Regions from separate parts of the Mus musculus genome. Here all the other regions are linked to region 3. A link is a contact called in public HiChIP or PLAC-seq data. All regions are on one chromosome and are shown on one strand. The core of a region is the stretch at or near the end of the contact, and the rest is flanking DNA. Distances in the headings are between cores, read along the strand shown. Region 1 has its middle 98 kb from the start of Gm40048. Region 2 overlaps Lhfp (lipoma HMGIC fusion partner). Region 3 holds the start of Lhfp (lipoma HMGIC fusion partner). Region 4 has its middle 120 kb from the start of Gm40048.

What was found. HiChIP or PLAC-seq counts read pairs in DNA pulled down with a chosen protein or histone mark.
Region 1: an H3K27ac HiChIP or PLAC-seq map of large pre-B cells shows a contact between it and region 3, with 3 times the contacts expected there. The contact joins the enhancer-like site here to the promoter of Lhfp in region 3. A contact is called at or near these places in 7 of 39 promoter capture datasets (the 3T3-L1 cell line, the C10 cell line, the SN4741 cell line and 4 more), 1 of 15 datasets of contacts at CTCF or cohesin (pro-B cells), 7 of 484 Hi-C or Micro-C datasets (brown adipocytes, liver, nephron progenitors and 1 more), 19 of 115 datasets of contacts at active chromatin or transcription factors (T-cell acute lymphoblastic leukemia, cardiomyocytes, craniofacial prominence and 14 more) and 2 of 9 other capture datasets (adipose tissue and liver).
Region 2: an H3K4me3 HiChIP or PLAC-seq map of neural progenitor cells shows a contact between it and region 3, with 39 read pairs. The contact joins the enhancer-like site here to the promoter of Lhfp in region 3. A contact is called at or near these places in 8 of 39 promoter capture datasets (the 3T3-L1 cell line, 3T3-L1-derived adipocytes, the C10 cell line and 4 more), 1 of 15 datasets of contacts at CTCF or cohesin (pro-B cells), 15 of 484 Hi-C or Micro-C datasets (adipose-derived mesenchymal stem cells, brain, brown adipocytes and 9 more), 20 of 115 datasets of contacts at active chromatin or transcription factors (the NIH/3T3 cell line, astrocytes, cardiomyocytes and 15 more) and 2 of 9 other capture datasets (adipose tissue and pancreatic islet).
Region 4: a CTCF HiChIP or PLAC-seq map of pro-B cells shows a contact between it and region 3, with 5 times the contacts expected there. The contact joins the enhancer-like site here to the promoter of Lhfp in region 3. A contact is called at or near these places in 6 of 39 promoter capture datasets (HPC-7-derived erythroid cells, cranial neural crest, embryonic stem cells and 3 more), 3 of 15 datasets of contacts at CTCF or cohesin (the NIH/3T3 cell line, large pre-B cells and pro-B cells), 1 of 484 Hi-C or Micro-C datasets (uterus), 16 of 115 datasets of contacts at active chromatin or transcription factors (T-cell acute lymphoblastic leukemia, cardiomyocytes, craniofacial prominence and 10 more) and 3 of 9 other capture datasets (adipose tissue, embryonic stem cells and liver).

Annotation. Positions count from the first base shown.
Region 1 is chr3:53,295,507-53,299,952 of GRCm38.p6, reverse strand. No RefSeq gene overlaps it. Among named protein-coding and RNA genes, the nearest start is that of Gm40048, 98 kb to the left of the region's middle. Within about 2 kb of position 2,557, at least 8 of the 459 cell types and tissues checked have an H3K27ac peak or open chromatin away from gene starts, as enhancers often do. A contact at or near this core is called in pro-B cells, where this site is marked.
Region 2 is chr3:53,203,073-53,207,211 of GRCm38.p6, reverse strand. All of the region lies in intron 2 of Lhfp (lipoma HMGIC fusion partner), which reads right to left. Among named protein-coding and RNA genes, the nearest start is that of C130075A20Rik, 110 kb to the right of the region's middle. Within about 2 kb of position 1,266, at least 54 of the 459 cell types and tissues checked have an H3K27ac peak or open chromatin away from gene starts, as enhancers often do. A contact at or near this core is called in the NIH/3T3 cell line, cerebellar granule neurons, embryonic fibroblasts and 3 more, where this site is marked.
Region 3 is chr3:53,039,278-53,043,546 of GRCm38.p6, reverse strand. It overlaps Lhfp (lipoma HMGIC fusion partner), which reads right to left and starts at 2,000. Exons shown (of 4, transcript NM_175386.3): 1 at 1,773-2,000; 2 at 1-428. The coding sequence starts at 240.
Region 4 is chr3:53,275,039-53,279,549 of GRCm38.p6, reverse strand. No RefSeq gene overlaps it. Among named protein-coding and RNA genes, the nearest start is that of Gm40048, 120 kb to the left of the region's middle. Within about 2 kb of position 1,364, at least 14 of the 459 cell types and tissues checked have an H3K27ac peak or open chromatin away from gene starts, as enhancers often do. A contact at or near this core is called in pro-B cells, where this site is marked.

The sequences.
Region 1 (4,446 bases), core at 1,308-3,807, 260 kb before region 3:
AAATTTTTTCTATATGTGTCAGGCCTATGATTGATGGGGTTGCATAAAGGAGAAGTCTTCAGAGTCTTCTAGCCTGACTCCACAAGTCACTAGGACATGCTACCTGGAATCTCAAAAGACCTGAGAAACGCTGATGTAAACACACATGTCTCCTGGTGTAGAAGCAGATAGGCCCTTCCCACACTAAGTAGTCTGGGATAGAAACAATCTGTATACAGGGGCTGTTTTCATTTACAAAGTGTATCAAAGTAATTTTTATTATTGTGCAGAAAAGAAATTATAGCCAAGCACACTTTTAACTCCAGCACTTGGGAGGAAGAGGAAGGCAGATCTCTGTAAGTATGAGGCCAGCCTGGTTTACAGAGCAAATTCCAGGACAGTCAGTGTCACACAGTGAACCTTGTCTTGAAAAAACCAAATATCAAACATATATAAAAATCTCCATATATTCTAATAGCAAATAGATTTGTCCTCATAGAGTTTTTCTGTGAGAGAGTTAATGATTCAAGTAAAGAAAAAGGAATAAACACTTACATGAAAAATAGAACATAAAAATTTCAAAAAAAAAAAAAATAGGGAAAACAAACAAAGGTAGGGCTGGGGAGATGCTCAGTAGTAAAGACCATGGCTGCTCTCGCAGAGGACTCAGGCTGAGCTTCCTGCGTCCATTTGCAAGGTCATTATCATTTGTAACTCCAACTCTAGGGGATACCACGCTCTCTTTTACCCTCTCTGGGCACTGCACATGCATGGTACACATATAAACACACAGGCAAAATTTCATACATGTAAAATAAAGATTGAAGATTTGATTTTCTAGAAGAGAAGACAGAAAAGTTTATTGTTTGTTTTTTTAAGGTCAAGGTATCTAATATTCTGAAATAGGTATTTGCTGGCTAACCTGGCAGGTTTGGAGGCTACACTTGAGTATATTAGACAGTTCCGTGGTGTCTCCACTATCCTTTTGCGGGCTGTTTGATTTATCCTTCAAAGTATCATTTTCATGACATTGAAAAAAATCATCTTTTTACATCAAAACTAAGACTCTGGGAAGATTTGTGCGAACATCATGGTTTGTTGTCTTTCTATCATCAGAAGACCTCAAATAATTTTCTATGTGGTCGGGATGATAACAACTTAGTCATGTGACTAGTGGCCATGCTTAATATAATCCATAGTGAGAACACTGGCAGCAAATAGGAGTGGTAGTCTCATCTGTAAGCCTAGAAGCAGCTGTTGGTTTACAAGGACCTAGAAACACACTCCTTAATTTCTTTCTACTTCCACAATAGTTAAGTCTTACAGAGGCTAAAACCCTGTTCACATAGATACTTAAGACCAGTCATAGAGGATCCTGAAGGAAAATTACGTTCACACTCTTCAAGGGCACTTGTCTGTCTGTGCGACTTCTGATGCTCTCAGAGAAGACGCCATGCAACTTTAACATCAAGTCTGTGCTGGAGGAAAGCTAAGTGCCCACTGAGTGATGAATGACTAAGGAAGAGATGGCGCACATACTGAGTAGAAGAGAAAGCAGTCATAGAAGCATTACATCCTGTCATTGCAATACACCGACGGAGCTGGAAATCACTATGTTTAGAGAAATAAGTGAGGGCCAGCTTGGTGCTACCACTCAGGTAGAATCTAAAAGTAAAGTTGATCTCACAGAAATAGACAGGAGAATGGTGAAAGCCAGAGAAAGCAAGCGAGTGAGCAGCATTCCTCTATGGTTTCTGCTTGAGGTCCTGTCCTGACATCCTTTTATAAGATTATAATGTGTTTGATGTAATAAACCCTTTCCTCCCCAAGTCACTTTTGGTGGTTGTGTTTATCACGCCAACAGAAAGCAAACTAGGGCATGTGTGTGTGTCTTGATTTATACATCATGACATCATGTGACTCCTCTAAACACAGCTTCTATAAATACCAAAGGGGAGAGAGCTCCCCCTTGTAAGAAACTCTGAGGTTTATGTTTATAGGTAACTACCCACTCAGATATAACCTTAGACACACTTTGTTTTAAAGCATTGCAAGCTCATGTCCTCTCTTAGGCATGCCATCCAACACTGTAGCATTGTAAACTTCACACTGGACTGCATGGGTGAAGTGGGGTAAAGGAAGACTCTAATGCCCTGGGCGGCTTCTCTGTTGCAGGGGATCAGAGCCCAGGCCTTTGTGGTTGTGGAGCAAACAGTTTTCTAAGCCATGATGGTTTTGCCCTCAACAATGAGGGTCGTTCTGCTCTCATGACTCCGCTTCTCTTCTTTTACACGAAGAAGCCCCGTGGGATCAGAAAACGGGGAGGTTTGTTCTTCTGAAGTAGAATAGGGACAAACTGGAGGGTGCTCTGCTTCAGGTCCCAGGAATCATATCCACCCCAGTGATTAGTATCCATTAATGTCTGGGGGCCATTTACTCAGAGTTAATTACTTATAACAATCTGAAAGGAGATACAGATTGAAACCAGAATAAAAACAAATCATTCCAGAACGGTACGCTCTGCACAGGTGCCAGGCTGGGCTTGTCAGCTGGCAGTCAGTTCCTTAGAAACTGGTGGCTCACAAGCCCTGTGTAAGAGTGTCGGGCAACTTCCTAACTGCACGGGCTTGGCGAATCTCATAAGTCCTCCTTTAGACTGTGACCTTTTAATTAATGTGGACCAATCTACTGTCTCTGGGGGTTAATTATGATGTTTGATTCCTGATCCCCATGTGGTAATGAAATAAACTCTGAAAAACCCACTCACAGTGTGTCAGACCAGGTATCCGTGTACGAGCTGGATCATGCATTTGTGGGTTGGGAGCCAGGAGAGCCAGCTGCCACTGTGAAGTTATCTGTATCATTTGATTATTGCTGTAGCAGTAAATTACCACAGTTGAGTTTTACATAATACTAATTTATTATACTCATTCCTGTAAGAAGTCACGGACTAGTCAGGCTCAATTGTAGCCAGTCTTTGTTACTTTGTGGGTTCTTCTTTTTTTCATCCTTCATCTTTAGGGAAGTCTTATCCTTCATTTCCCTGGATTTACCCCCCATCACTAGATAATAAATCTTTCTTTTTGTTTCTTCTTTGAACACAACTACTAACAAACCAGAACCAACCCCCTGCATGACCAACAATCACCACCAACTTCCTCTCAGGGCCCTAAGCACTTATGCACCCTCTGAAAAGTTCCCAGAATTCCAAACATCACCCAATTGCAGAAATTATCTGCAGCTGGCAAAACCGTGCTTCTGCTAGAGCATGGGGGGAATTATGGTCCGCTACTGCCCATCATCCAAAGCAGCCCCTCATCCTTATACCTGGGGCTAAAATGACTGAAAACATCACTCAACTCAACCAGGTTTCCAGGTAGAATCTCAAGGGTCTGTGACAGCACAGTTCAGCGAGGCTCAGACCCCGCTTCCGTGATGGCCGGTCCTTACCGGATCTGCTCATGGTTCTCCCCTGGCAAAGGCAGCAGTGCTGGTGTTTTAGTTGATGCTCTGTTGCTGTGAAGAGACGCCACACCTATGGCAATTCTTATAAAGGCAAACACTTAATTGGGACTGGCTAGCAGGTCCAGTAGTTTAGTCCACTCTTGTCATGGTGAGAAGCACGCAGGCGCTCATGCTAGCAGACATGCTACTAGACAGGAGCCAAGAGTTCTACATTTAGATCAGCAGGCAGTGGGAAGAGAAAGAGGAAGCCACTGGGCCTGGCTTGAACTTCTGAAACCTCAAAGCCCACCCACCTATTACAACAAGGCCACACCTCCTAATTCCTATCAAGTCGTGCTAATCCCTTAGGACCAAGCATCTAAATATATGAACCTCTGGGGGCCATTCCTATTCAAGCCACCACAGTGGTTAGGACAAATATATGTGTGCCACTCTTGTACCTTTATGCAGGGCTACCTTGCAATGCTTGTTGTGGTGGTTCCTAGACATCACAGCCAGGCAGGACTATTGGTTACTTCACTCCTGTGGCAGTTTGTATAGCACCATCCACTCCCATGAGATCTGGCCCCCAGGGAAGACGCTTTCAGGTCAGACCCAGCTTGGATCCTCTGAGTCGAGTCCTGTGTTAGACAGGTATGGTGTCTTTGGCAGTAGGGATTATGTCATCCTCTGGGAGGTAAACAAGGTAGCTTATGCTGCTTGGGGAGTCTCGTGGACTCCCCTGGCCAAAAATGCTTGATATTGGGATATTTGTTAGATGGGATGACTTTTGTTTTTAAAAGGCAGAACAGAACTTTCAGTAAATAGGGGTGACTGGCCTAGATCCATGAGGCAGAGGTACGGTGTGGGTACAGGAATGGGAACCCCAGAGCAGTGGTTCATAGTGGAAAGAAGTCTGAATTTTCACTAGAATATGTTATTTTGTTCTATTGAAAGCTGTGGGGCAAGAGCAAGAGGTACATATTACCTATCCTGATGCAATAATATATTGAAAATCAAGTG
Region 2 (4,139 bases), core at 17-2,516, 160 kb before region 3:
GCAATATTAGACGTTAGACAGGAGCCCTCTGTCTAGGCTCTAAAAAGATACTTGATACTTCAAATATCAATTCGGGAATGAGAAAGCAGATCATAAGAGGAGAGAAGAGATCTTAAGGCTTGTGTGTGTGTGTGTGTGTGTGTGTGTGTGTGTGTGTGATGGAACACATGCATTTGACATGAAAGCAGAGGCGGGCATATTAGGGGAGAAGGGAACAGGCCAAAGGTGGATGAAAGGGGCATGGGAGAGGGCAGTGGGTGAGGGGAGTCACGACAGAGCAAAGGATGAAAAACGACATGGTGCAACCCATCATTCTGTATGATAACTTTAACAAGAAATCCGTTTACATCCAATATTATTCCATGGAAATAGCGCCTCTTTCCATCCAATCACCAAGGATACAAAACTAACAAAAGATCATCTAGACAGGAATTCTCCAGGACCCCACCCCCACCAGACATGTTAGTCAGGCTTACAATAGATATTTCCCACATCTTAGGAAGGGTCTGTTCCTTGCAGCAGAATCTAACCAGGAGACTTCTCTCTAAAACCACCGGAAGGAACCCCCCACTGGCATGATCAATCAGTCTCCTGTAGCTTCAACAGGCATTCCACAGCAAAGTCTATGGAAAATGTTAACATTTCATCACTTCCTATTCTGAGCGCTGTTAAAAATCAGGAAATCACTGCGACTCATCGATCTTTACAGGGAAAGGAACACAATGGCATAGATCTACAGCCTCCTGACGGCTCCGGTCAATGGCTGCTTTTCAGCCAACATTCTATACTATGGGAAATTACATATTAAGCCATCATAGCGAGAACCATCCCAGGTCGAGTCTCTGTTAAGAGACTTAATGAAGGGTTGAATTTACTGCCTATGATATGGCAGAAGGATAGATATGTGTGAGTAGTCTGATTATAACCTGGGTTGAATAATTTTACTTTAAACTAAAACACAACTTTAACTGCAGCTAGGAAGAATTCCATCAGAAAGCCACATCCTAAATGGCTACTGCAGATTTACTGTAGCTATTTTAACCTCCAGGTTACCTTGTAAAATTTTTATAATTGTAAAAGTGGAATATGAAGTATGAGGTCCTGCGATATGATTTCATAAAGCTCGATATATGTGCATTGACTAGAATCTGAAGATATTCTTTGTTCTTCCACAACACATGCAAGGAATCTAGAGGCATCCTACTGAGCTATGGAGGGTGTGCCCTTGGAAACAATTTCTGAAATGGCATTCAGGCATGAATCATGGGACTTCAGTCCCCAGATGGCATCTCTAGGGTTCAGTGACATCCCATGCCCACTGTACAACTCAGAGTGAGTGCAGAACAGCCTGCTTAGATGTCTGTCCACTGGTCTCATACTGTGACCGCAAGGGCTGGGACTTAGTACATGGTCTGAGTGCATGTCTATGTTCCAATAGCTCTCGCTTTACTCAAAAAAAAAAAATAGCAGACACAAAATTCAACCTGAAACTATGCTTCCCAGCTGTTCTTTAGTAACTGAAGGTCAGCCCAATAATACCAGAGGAACCGCCATTTAAATGGTGACAGGTGAGTTCACCCCTTGAACCATCTCACTTGCTCAATTCTTTATTTTGTGCACTGTTCTAGATTGATAGCTACTCCTGGATTTGTTGAGCATTGACTCTGTGTGTCAAGACCTGTCCTTAGAGCTTGATATCTTAGTTCATTTTACCTTTAAAACAACCCTGAGGCTCGTGCCACATTGTCCCATTTAAAAGAGATAAGATAACTTAAGAACAAGGCTAAATGTTTACCCAAAGTTATACAGATTGTAAGATGTAGCATAGAGGGAGCCAAGCAGTGTAGCATGTGTATACACTGTCTCAGTTGTGTTCCCTGCAATACAGAAGCCAGTGATGAAGAGGCTTGGCCTAGCCCTAGAAGTTTACAAAATTACATGCAATACAAAGATACTGTATATACCTCTAAGTGAAACAAAATCCCATGAACTGCTTGGGGTTGGGGGAGGAGGAAGAAATGCTAACTAGCAAAAGATGAGTAATACCTTATGCAGAACAAACAGCATTTGTTAATCATTTTACGTCAATTGTGCATTCTTCTATTGAGAACTGTTTTATGCCAAGTCTTCAGAAACTCTGTAGCCAAATAACTATAAAATGTAACCACAGAGCCAGTTCTCAGGGAATTATCCTGCTTTTAATGTAGGAAAATGAATTTGATTATTCATAAATGATGCTTCCATTGAAACTGCAAACAAGAGCTCTATTTTTCAAAGCAAGTATATTTCAAATGAGGTTTTCCTGCTGTCGCTCTGGTTAGTAAGTGAACACATTTGTATTTGTATTAGTGATTTCGATCTAGCATGCATGCTGACATGTATACCCACAAGGACAGGGCTCAGGCTGTTCATGAGTCAGATGTACATGTGACCTTTACTCAGATTTTTTAAAAAAATGTGCCCAGTGCCCAGTGCCCAGTGCCCAGCAGCGTCCTTCTGCTCCTTTGGAATCAGGACCACCTCTTCCCTAGGGTAACTCTTACTCTGTCTCTGTTTTCACAGAAGTAGAGCAGAAATCTCCCACTCTTCTGTTGTGTTGTGGCTTGTTTCACTCACGGATGTGTGTGCTGGTGAACCCCCACACCGAGTACGGTCATTATTGGCTTGTTTTCATGGTTTCACAGCATGTGGGAATATGCCAGGATCTATCAGATTTTAGCCACACCAGTGGCAGCTTAACTGAGGGACTGATCTTGTCATTTTCCGCTGGGCTTCAGCTGAAGGAATCCTCATGGTGTATTTTGGTTGGAAGATGAGCTGACTAACCAGGCTCTCCTTCTGCAAATGTCTAGATGAGCCTTCCAGGAATTTCTTTAGGGTCACGTATTCACCCTATTTCTGAGTCACACTAATGGGTGTTAGATATAATGCTCAAGTTCCTCTTGCTTTAGGCTCCATCTGACTACTTATGTTAAAACATCCTGTGAACGTCTTGCATAGAAAACTTTGGTAGAAGGGAAAAAACTGCCAGTTATCTGTTTTATCTCTGCCTAACAACTTAAATGCATATTAGTGGTTAAGGTCTCCTTACCCATTGGCATTTAGACTCCTGAGAGTATTGGAAAGATTGAAGGTAATTAAACTGAGAGAAAATTAGCATGTTAACTTATTTAAAAACATAAATAATTCACCAGAATGAGGCCAAATCAATGCCTTTGTGGAGCTACGGGGGCTTGTGTAAAATGCCGAGCATGGTCCTCTTTTTTAAGAACAGAATTCAAAGCATCCCTTGGATGAGTCTAGTGGCTTCTTTCCCTAACCTGAATGTAGCAGATGGCCAGTGCATTTGGTGGAGACTGCATTCCTCATCCCCGGGGGCAGGCCCACTTGGCCTGCTTTAACTTGTGCTGGGCCTTTTTTGTAATAGTAACGGATGGTGGAAACATCTGGAAAAATAACAGGACTGAGTTGGTGGGACAGAAGACCTAAGTGAAAGAATCAATTTTGAATTTTTAGAGACAGACAGGGTTTAGACCAATGGAAACGGATGGGTACTCATCCCTCTGGCCTTAGGAATACTTGCCCATCACAATACTGCTTCACCAGACAGTGGAGGGCAGAACAAATCAGCAACGTTGAGGAAAAATAAAATTTGTGTATGCAGTATGCACATATCTGCACATACCCTAAATGTGATTTCAACATGTTAACAGTGTGAGCCTCTCAGAGCAAAGGCAATTTGCCCATCAGCTGTTGCCCCTCTGTGTCATATGGCATCTACGGGGACAGAAAGGATTCAAATGGAAGAAAATGTTTTGGGACAGCAAACAAAGGCAGAGTACTGAGTAAAGGAGAAACTGCAAGAGAGGCCAGAAAATTGAGTGGGAACTGAAGCTCTGTGCTGGGAGTCAGGGAGCTTGGAGCGCCTGGGGGGAGATAAGCAGAGAAGGCTCTAGAATTCCAATAAAGGTCACACCCTCAGATAACACCCAGGAGAGCTGGTGTACTCCTTATGTGTGTCAATATATCCCAGGGTCTAGGGCAACACTTGGTGCAGTGTAGATGACTAGAGAAAACCACATGATAGTAAGGGCCTTAGTTACCTAGTTAACGGAGTGTCAAAGTGATACTTAGAATTT
Region 3 (4,269 bases), core at 751-3,250:
GGTGCTGGGGATGCCCTGGAAGGAGGCATAGCGCCCACACTCCTCCACCATCACCATCATCTGCCGACTCTCATCGTGAACAGGATAGGAGCACCTCCGGAAAGTGCCAAAGGATACAGGCTTGCCTAGCTGAGACCCCCAGAGCCAGTATGGCATGAAGAACCCCACACAGGAGGTGGCAGCGGAAAGGAAGGAAAGCAAAGCCCAGATCACCCCAGTACAAGTCAGGCTGGACGCCATCTTCCAACAGGCAGTGCAATGAGGGTCCGCTGTGATTGCACTAAAGGTGTGAAGGAAGGCGTGTAGTCACAAGAAACTCCCAGGTAGTCCACCGCTCTTCAAGGCGTATGTAGCTACTTGCCGTAACAGAGTTTCAGTATTACCGCGATCAGCTTCTCATACTTTGGAGTGAAGATGGCTGGTGGCCCCTGGTAAAATGGAATAGGAAACAAGGAAAGCTAAGTATGTCTAGCATATTTACACGTCTCAAGAAGCTCCACGGTTTTCATTTAGGAAACTTCAAACTTCCTTCAACGCTTCAAAAGTGGGAAGAACTAATTCTCTCCATACGCATCTCTATACAAGTTTTGCCAAACTAGCTCAAAGCTTTTCCACGTCTTTATCTCCTGTAAAAATGCTCCCAAATTAACTCTGACAGCTATTTACTTAAAGAAACGAATGGCTTCTATTTGCCAAGCCAGTGAATTCATTTCACATACTCACATTAAAAGCAATGTAGCATTTTTTACTAGCAGGAGACATAATTCCGGATATTAAAATAAAATGGACCATACAGTAGTTTGTTTATTTGGCTTGCAAGTTCACACTTAGTTTCTAGCCACTCCTCGGCATCACTTGATGAGTGTGCCAACCAAGCAACATGATAGTGGGAACTTCATACAATTACAGAAGTACTGTAAATTTAACTAACAGTATTCACCACTCAGGTGTATACATTGGATATATAGTTACACACCCCCAGTTACTGTAAATTTAACTAACAGTATTCACCACTCGGGTGTATATATCGGGTGATATATAGTTACACACCCCCAGTACTCGATAACACTAAAAACGCCTTCTGTCTTAATTTTCCGGGGCAAATGTGTTCACGCCTCCTATTTTGACTCCTTGGCTTCAGTGCTTTCACCTGCTGGCCATTTCAGACCAAGCACTCACTCTTTTCCAATACCTAATGTCAAGTCAGCTATTCAAAAGGGTTCGATGAGGTGGGCTGGCTTGCACACCTGGCTACACTCTCCACAAAGAACACAGAAGAACACCCCCACCCCGTCGGGTTCCATCTGCAAACTGCTTCCAAACTCCAGTCTCCTACACTTTGCTCGCCCTCTGTTCTGGATTCTACCCAAAGGGGAGCTCCCTCTGGCTACGGTTTTTAAAATCGTGTCAGCTGTGAGCAGAGGCTGAAGTTGAGTTGGTCTGGGGGTTACCATTAAAGGTGGGGAGTGGGAAGAAAGGGACCTCTTTCTCAGCTGGAGTGAGTTACCCTAGTCCAGATGAACTTAAACCCACCATCCTCCCCCAAAACTGCTAGACGCACGCACCGCACCCTGGAGCACACAGGAACACACACAATGATCTCTGGATGCAAAGCGGCACGGGGAAGTTCTTGCAGCCGGCTCTGAGAAAGGGACGGATAAGGATGGAAAGGAAGGCAGCACCCCCCGGAGGCCGACAGGACCTCAGCTGAACTATGCCACTCGGAAAGACAGGAGGGACCCGGGCACGGGGCCCCGGGGCGCGCTACTTACCCGGTCGGGCGGCGGCCGCGGTCCCTCGCGAGTCCCGGGCGCAGCACAACTTGCTGTCTTTCCCTGGCGGGGACAGCGCGGCACCAAAGAAGACTGTCTTTCTTGCCTTTGCCACTATCCCGACGGAGATCGAGGCGAGTCTGGAGAGCTGGGGTGGAGGGTCAGGGGGACCCACCCGGAGAGCCCGCCGGCTGCGGCCGTGCGGCCCGGGAACACGGTGGATGCCGGCTCCAGCTTTGGCAGGCGAGGCACGCGCCGCCTCTTCCCCGCCCTCCCTTTGCCGCTGTCCCCTCCCCTCGGCCCCGCCGCGCAGTCCTGGACGCGCGAGAGTGGGGGCGGCAGACAGACTGAGAATCCAGGGAGAAAGTTGCTCGCCTTCCCCGCAGCTCCCCGGGGGCGCCGAGGCCACACCCGACCCCTGTTTGCTTTTCTGGGTCAAACCCTGGGGTCTGGGGCTGCAGTGTTCGCGCGGCCTTTATGAGGACCAGGATGGGAAGTAGCCTCAGAGATGGGGAGAGCGATGTCTATGAGCTTTAAGGGGCTCTTGAGAAGTGGTCACTTTGGAGGGCAGAGAGCATGACGGGTGTGGACATAGGAAAGAGAAGGCTGGGCACGCCATGCGAGGCTGCTGGATTCCGTGGGGGCAAAGCCAGAAAGAAAGAAGGCAGGCTACTCCCCTGCCAGCCTCTCCCAACAGCTGCAAACCTTTGGGAACTTCTTTCAAGACATTTCTCTTCCTCTTTTTCCTCTTCCTCTTTCCTGGGTTTCCCCCCACTCCCTTACCTCCCCTCTCACCCTCTCTCCTCTTTCTGCTACCCTCCTTTCTCCTCCCGTCCCCTTCCCTGCCTCTTACCCACTCCACTCCCCAACCCATGATCAGCTTTAACATCTATCTACACAACCTTTGAATTTCCTTTCTGAAATCTGCTCCTTTTGATTTCTTCTCAGGCCCTGCCCAGTTCTGACTTGCCATCAGCCTTTTTAACCCTTCGGAAGCCAGAGCCGTATTCTGTGGGTGACTGACTGACCTCTGGAGTCTCCACAGAGGACAGTTATTTTAGGAAGCTGCCATCTGGGACCAGCAACTTTTGAAGTACATACTTGCCTAGATGCAGTTTTTGTGATGTGCCTTTTTCAAAGCAGCTGGAAGTAATAACTGGGTAGGAATATATTTCATAATAAAATTTCGAGTGCACCATTGAATTGGGCGGCATCAGCTGGAGACAGGTTGTTTCAGGATTGTTTGAAAGGTTTTAAGTGATTGATTCCAAGCCTTTCCTTTGTAGGAATAGGATACAGGTAATGAGCCTCCCAGGAAAGCGATGTAATACACATTAAGTTTATCACAATAGTCTTGAGAAGAGGAAAGAATAGTTCCTGGGAGACATTTGGCAGAGTCTGGAGATATTTGGGGTAAGCATGACCCATAGACTGGGAAGGCCCTACTGGCAGCCAGTCCATAAAGCCAGGAGTCTGCTCTGTAACTACACAGGGCACACCCAGAATCATCTAGCTTGAAGTGTGAGTAGGGCCAAGGCTGGGAAGTCATGTTTCAAAATGTCACATGGTTTTTAGCTCACCCATGAACCTCAGGTTTAGAGATCTGGATTTGAAGTTTTCCTTTGTTAACGTACGTTTTTTAACTCTGCTTGTGCAAATCACCAGTTATTGAGCATGGTGGCCATATAATAACAGGTCTGACTTGTAGCTAAATACCACCGCCTGGCTATCACATATCTCATATCTATGTAATGTGGAGGTAGCAGATACCAGCCTAGACAAAATTATACAGTGGCAGCCAGACTCACCCACACACAAACACTCACTCACACACTACCCACCGGGTATCCAGTCTAGGACACTTTCTCAAGCTTAGAGGAGCTTGAGAAAGTGACATGGATTGCCAAGGAGGCGTCCGTTGCAAATTCTTTCATTACTGCGTGTCAGTACACTGGGTGTATGAATAGATGACTTCATCTAATTCTCAAAAAAAGGGAGAGAAAAGCCACGAAGGCAGTTATCATTTCACAGAGAAACAGCTGATTAACCTGTAAGCATATGATTAAAACACAGACTTCTAAAAAAAAGAAATCTCATTATTTGCATTCTATTAAGTAATGTAAACATTACCGGAGAGGTTTGGCTAATATGAAAAAGGAAGAAATGAAGAAGTCAAAAGCTTAGAATCCTATCAGAATGAAATATTCATCATGTGTGGAGTCCTTGTGGGCTGCACTTCCTGGGACTCGACATTCCAACTCAGACGAGTCTGTCCCCTCATTTGTAAAACAGAGCTTGAAACCAATTCCATTTAATGTTTCTGAACTGTCAGTGTGATGGCAATATGGGCACTCCTACCTCGGAGAAGGGAGGTAGGGGTCATCTAATCTGTGCAAGTGGGTGACTGCACAGATGAGGTGACAGGTCTGGATCCTTCCAGTGTCTCACTCAAGGCAGCTATAGAATCACAACTCATTTCTTTTTCATCCCACCATAT
Region 4 (4,511 bases), core at 115-2,614, 240 kb before region 3:
CTTAACCTCTGAGCCATCTCTCTAGCCCCTTATGTATACTTCTATATGAGTACTGCACCAGTCCAACTGAACTATCTAATTAGCGAGGCCATCCCCAGGGACCTCCTTGCTGGGCTCACCAGAAAAGCATACTTCTTTCTGCTCTGTAGGAAAGAAAGCTAATCTTCTTTGTCTAGCACTAAATGCTCGTACCCCAGGGAAGGCACTGTGGCTTAGACTCCAAATTCCAAATGACAAATCATACTTAAAGACATTGATTTCCTTTGCTGGGAAGTTTTATGACCTTCTGCATGTGCTTCATCCTCACCGCGAGTTTGCTTATTGAATTATGCTCATGGCTATTTTTCTTGCCGAATTATTTCTTTAAAAAAAAAAATCCTCTCAACAAGGTACCACTTCATCCCTAGTCTTGTGTAGTCATAGGCCAAGCTTTTCAGCAATAAAAGGTGAGCAACTACTGTGAATAGAGCCGCAGATTTTAAAGCAGAGGGACCACAGACTGTATCCTGAGGGAAGGAGGAGGGTGCTGATCTTCAGGGTTTAATCCAAGGGTACTGGACTACAGCGGATCTCTTCTCCTTCTGTTAATCCCGAGATTCTTCTCTGGTCCCCCATGCTTGACTTGATCTTCATGTTATTTAAGTGTCCACCTAGCAAATGTTAAGGGAAAGAGATGTTATCAAAGGGGAGGAGTTATGAGAAGGGTCTAGTGGACATTTGAGGAATGGGCACCACAGGAAGTCTGCATCAGTTAATGCTGGAACAGCTCTGACATGCTCAGCAGAAGCTATGAGGTTTCCTGGTCGCTTCCAAGGCCTTGGTGGGAGAGGCCAGCCCCTATGCCCAGGAACACTGGCATTGCTAAGAGTATCAGACAGAAGGGACTCTGGCTGCCTAGAGAGACCAAGCATTACCGACCCCAGATAAATTAAGCTCTAGCCTGAACTCTGCTTTTGGATCCCCTTGCTCCAGTCTCTTCCAGCTGTACCCACACACACACGGGGTAGGGGTAGAATTCCAAGGTATCCAGTTATACCATGTTTCTCTAACCACGTTCCTGGGAACATAAAAGTCCCTGTTGGACATTCTAAAGGTTCATATCGCTGTCAGATCAGCAAAAGGGCAGCCTATCTTTAGTCTTGAATTGCCAAGTGGTGGCTGTTTGCAGGACAGGAAGAGTGTGGTTTGAAGAAAGCTTGGAAATGTAGGCTGAGGTGTATCACACTTGCACATTTGCAAACTTGTACACTTGCACACTTGCACATGTGATATTGCAGTAACGGATAGCACTGAGGGCGGGAAGAACTCAGCTCTAACCCTGTGTACCATGGAGAACTGTCTATCAGTTGACATCTGTTGAGACAGGCATCATGGGTCACTGGGCAGGAAGTAGTTTCTTAGACTTCCAGAAAGGCTTTATGCACCAGTGGATACAGAAGAAAAGAAAATCATTATTATAAAAACCACTTAGCCTTTAGTAAGTGCCACACTTTGTGTTGAGACCTTTCTACATATTTTATTTCATTTACTTCACTGTTATATATAACAAATAGGATTGCTACAGTTTTACAAACAAAGCAGTCAAGACTGAGAGCAGATGAGTAATCTCTCCTTGTTAACAGATTGTGAGGGGAGACCTGGGATTTTAATCTCAAATCAGTGAACTCTCTCACCATGTTATCTCCTCATTTGCAGGTGCAAATTATGGTGCTCTGAAATAGAAACAAAGATCTCAAAATACATTTAAAAAAAGAGGACACGAAATAATCAGGAACTATCAAAGAAAATAAATGGCTTAGAAGTGGGAGGGACAAGACAGAGGTCGGAGCTTTTAAGTGATTCAAAATCCAATTACTCTGTCAATTGTACAGGTCTCTCTCACACAGCTACACCACAGAATCAAAGAAGGTCTACCTTTCAGACATCCATGAACTGTTGCCAATGAATGACTTAGTTCCAAGGAGGAGTTACTTTCTTTCTTTTCCTTCCTCTTTATGATCTAAATGTAGTTTATTTGTGAGTGGCCCTTGCGATGGATTCATGACCCAGTCTTCATAGCTGGGGTTGTTCCTTCAATGTCATCTACAGGATTATGCCACTGAGAATCTGAATTGTAACAATCAGACAAATCAAGGAAGCCAGGCATAAAAGTCTGGCTGAGAATTTTTGAAGCAAAAAACAAATTTAACCAGAAAATGTTGTTGGTTCTGATATTTGTTATCCACAGTGCTGTGCTTAAGGGTACCACAGTAAAAACAAATCAGATAGTTTGTTCTCTCAGAGTTCCTAGTTTTGTGACAAGGAACAAATTGAAAAATATAACTACTCTTTCCAGCCAACACCTAGCACTGGGCATCTCTCAGGGCAGCCGGCAGAAGTGCCACATGACTAAGGTAAGAGAAAGCCCTATCACAGGAATGGAAAGTATGAGCTGGGATGGCCTGTCCCTCAGGATATACATGCAGTCTGAGTTCCAGAAAGCAAGAAGGAGTACTGTGCCCTGAGATGGAACTTGGGGAACTTTTCCTAGGGCTATGCGTGTTTTACTTACAAAGCAAAGATTATTAATATTGTCTACCATGCACCCCATAACGAGCCGGTCTGCACCAAGACCCTGGTGAACAATTGCATTGTGCTTACTGATGGCACACAGTACTGACAGTGGTACCAGTCACACTATGCACTGACCCTGGGCTGCAAGCAAGGGGCCAAGCTGACACCTGAGGAGGAAGAGATCTTAAACAAACAAACAAACAACCAAAAAGATCAAAAAATTCAAAAGAAATATGATAAAAGGAACAGATTGTCAGGATCAGCAGTCTGCTGGGAGAGAAGTTCCAGAAGGGCAGGCTTCTTGTCTGTGTCACCTGAAGGCCAGGCCAGTGTCATGGCGCAGATGATGACTGTATGCTAAAACACAAGGAACTGGAGATCTATCTGAGGAAGACACAAATAAGCTATGGTTCATAGCTCAAGTAATAAGGTTGTTTATTGTTCTATGTGAGGAAGGAAGAGAGGGAGGGAGGGCGAGAGAGAGGAAGGAAGGAAAAATAAATAAGTAAATAGGTAACTAAGTAAATAAATAAATAAATAAATAAATAAATAAAATCATGCCTGTCACTTCCCAGAGAGCAAAGGACTAAAGCGCTTAGCTCCTGAGCCTTTCACTTATTCTCCAAGTCAGATTTCTGATCAAAAACTTCACTCTCTCTTCTTTGGCCAGGTAGATCAGAACTTCCCTTCTTATCAGTTGCCAAAACATAAAACCACAGACAAACTACAGCAAGACGGGCTGGCAGTTGGCACCTCCCAGCTACCAATCAAGATGGCGGCTCCGTCTGCCCACGCCACCTGATAGCTCTTGATAGAGACACTATATGAGCATCCTTGGTATCACCACTGTTTCCTTGTTGGTTGTTCTAATTCCAATCTGGACCAGCACTTTCTTCTACATCTTTGCCAACCTTCTTTGTCTTGTCTCTTTTACCGGAACATTCTCAGCACGTGCAGGGTGGGATCCCACGGGGACTTCCCTTCTTAGTGGTGGTTAATGATAGTGGGCATTTAGGTCTCTTTGTATTTTGTTTTTTGAGAAGTCCTTTTTTGGGTCATTGGCCGTCTTTAAATCAGGCAATTTGCTTCCTTTTATTAAGTTGTTTGAGCTCCCTCTGTGTTTTGCTTATTAGCCTCTTGTTAGATGTACGGCTCATTGATCTCTTCTCCCACTTTGTAGTTTTTTTTTTTTTTTTTTTTTTTTTTTTTATCCTCTTGTTTTCTGCTCTACCTAGGATTTTGTTTTGACTTGTGGATCATTTGTTGTTTGCCTGGTCGACTTGCCCTTTGCTTGCCTGGGCTTCGAGTCAGATTCAAGAATATCTTCACCTAGATCAACACCAAGAATCTTTTTCCTATGTCTTTTATTGATGATCTTAAACAAAAATGTTTATCTTATCTTATGGGTGAGTGTACCTTGTGCATGCCTGGTACCCACAGGGGCCAGAAGAAGGTATCGGATCCCCCAGGAGTGGAATTGTGGATGGTCGTGAGCCATCAGCCATAGCATCCATGTCCTCTGGAAGACTAGTAAGCGCTCTTAACTAGGCAGCCATCTCTCCAGCCCTGTAATGATATAGCAATCTTAATGGAACTTGTAATTAGTAAGAGATTAGCATGTGCCCTTTATCAAATGGAACACTAACATGACGCATTATGAACAGCAAGAAACAGAATGATCAGTGTGTATGCTGAGGGCATAATCCTCACAAGCAGATGAAAGAGTGTGGCCTGGGGTCACAGTAGTCATCAGAAGTAAGTGAAGTCCTTTTATAAAAATAGATATTTTCTTTTTCCTTAAGTTTTTTATGTGATGGGGGTTTTGCTTGCATGTATGTCTGTGCCCCACATGTGTGCTGTGCCAGAGAGAGCTAGAAGAGGGAGTTGGATCTCCTGGGACTGGAATCACAGACAGTTATGAACTACCGTGTGGGCACTGGGAACCAAACCAAGGTCCT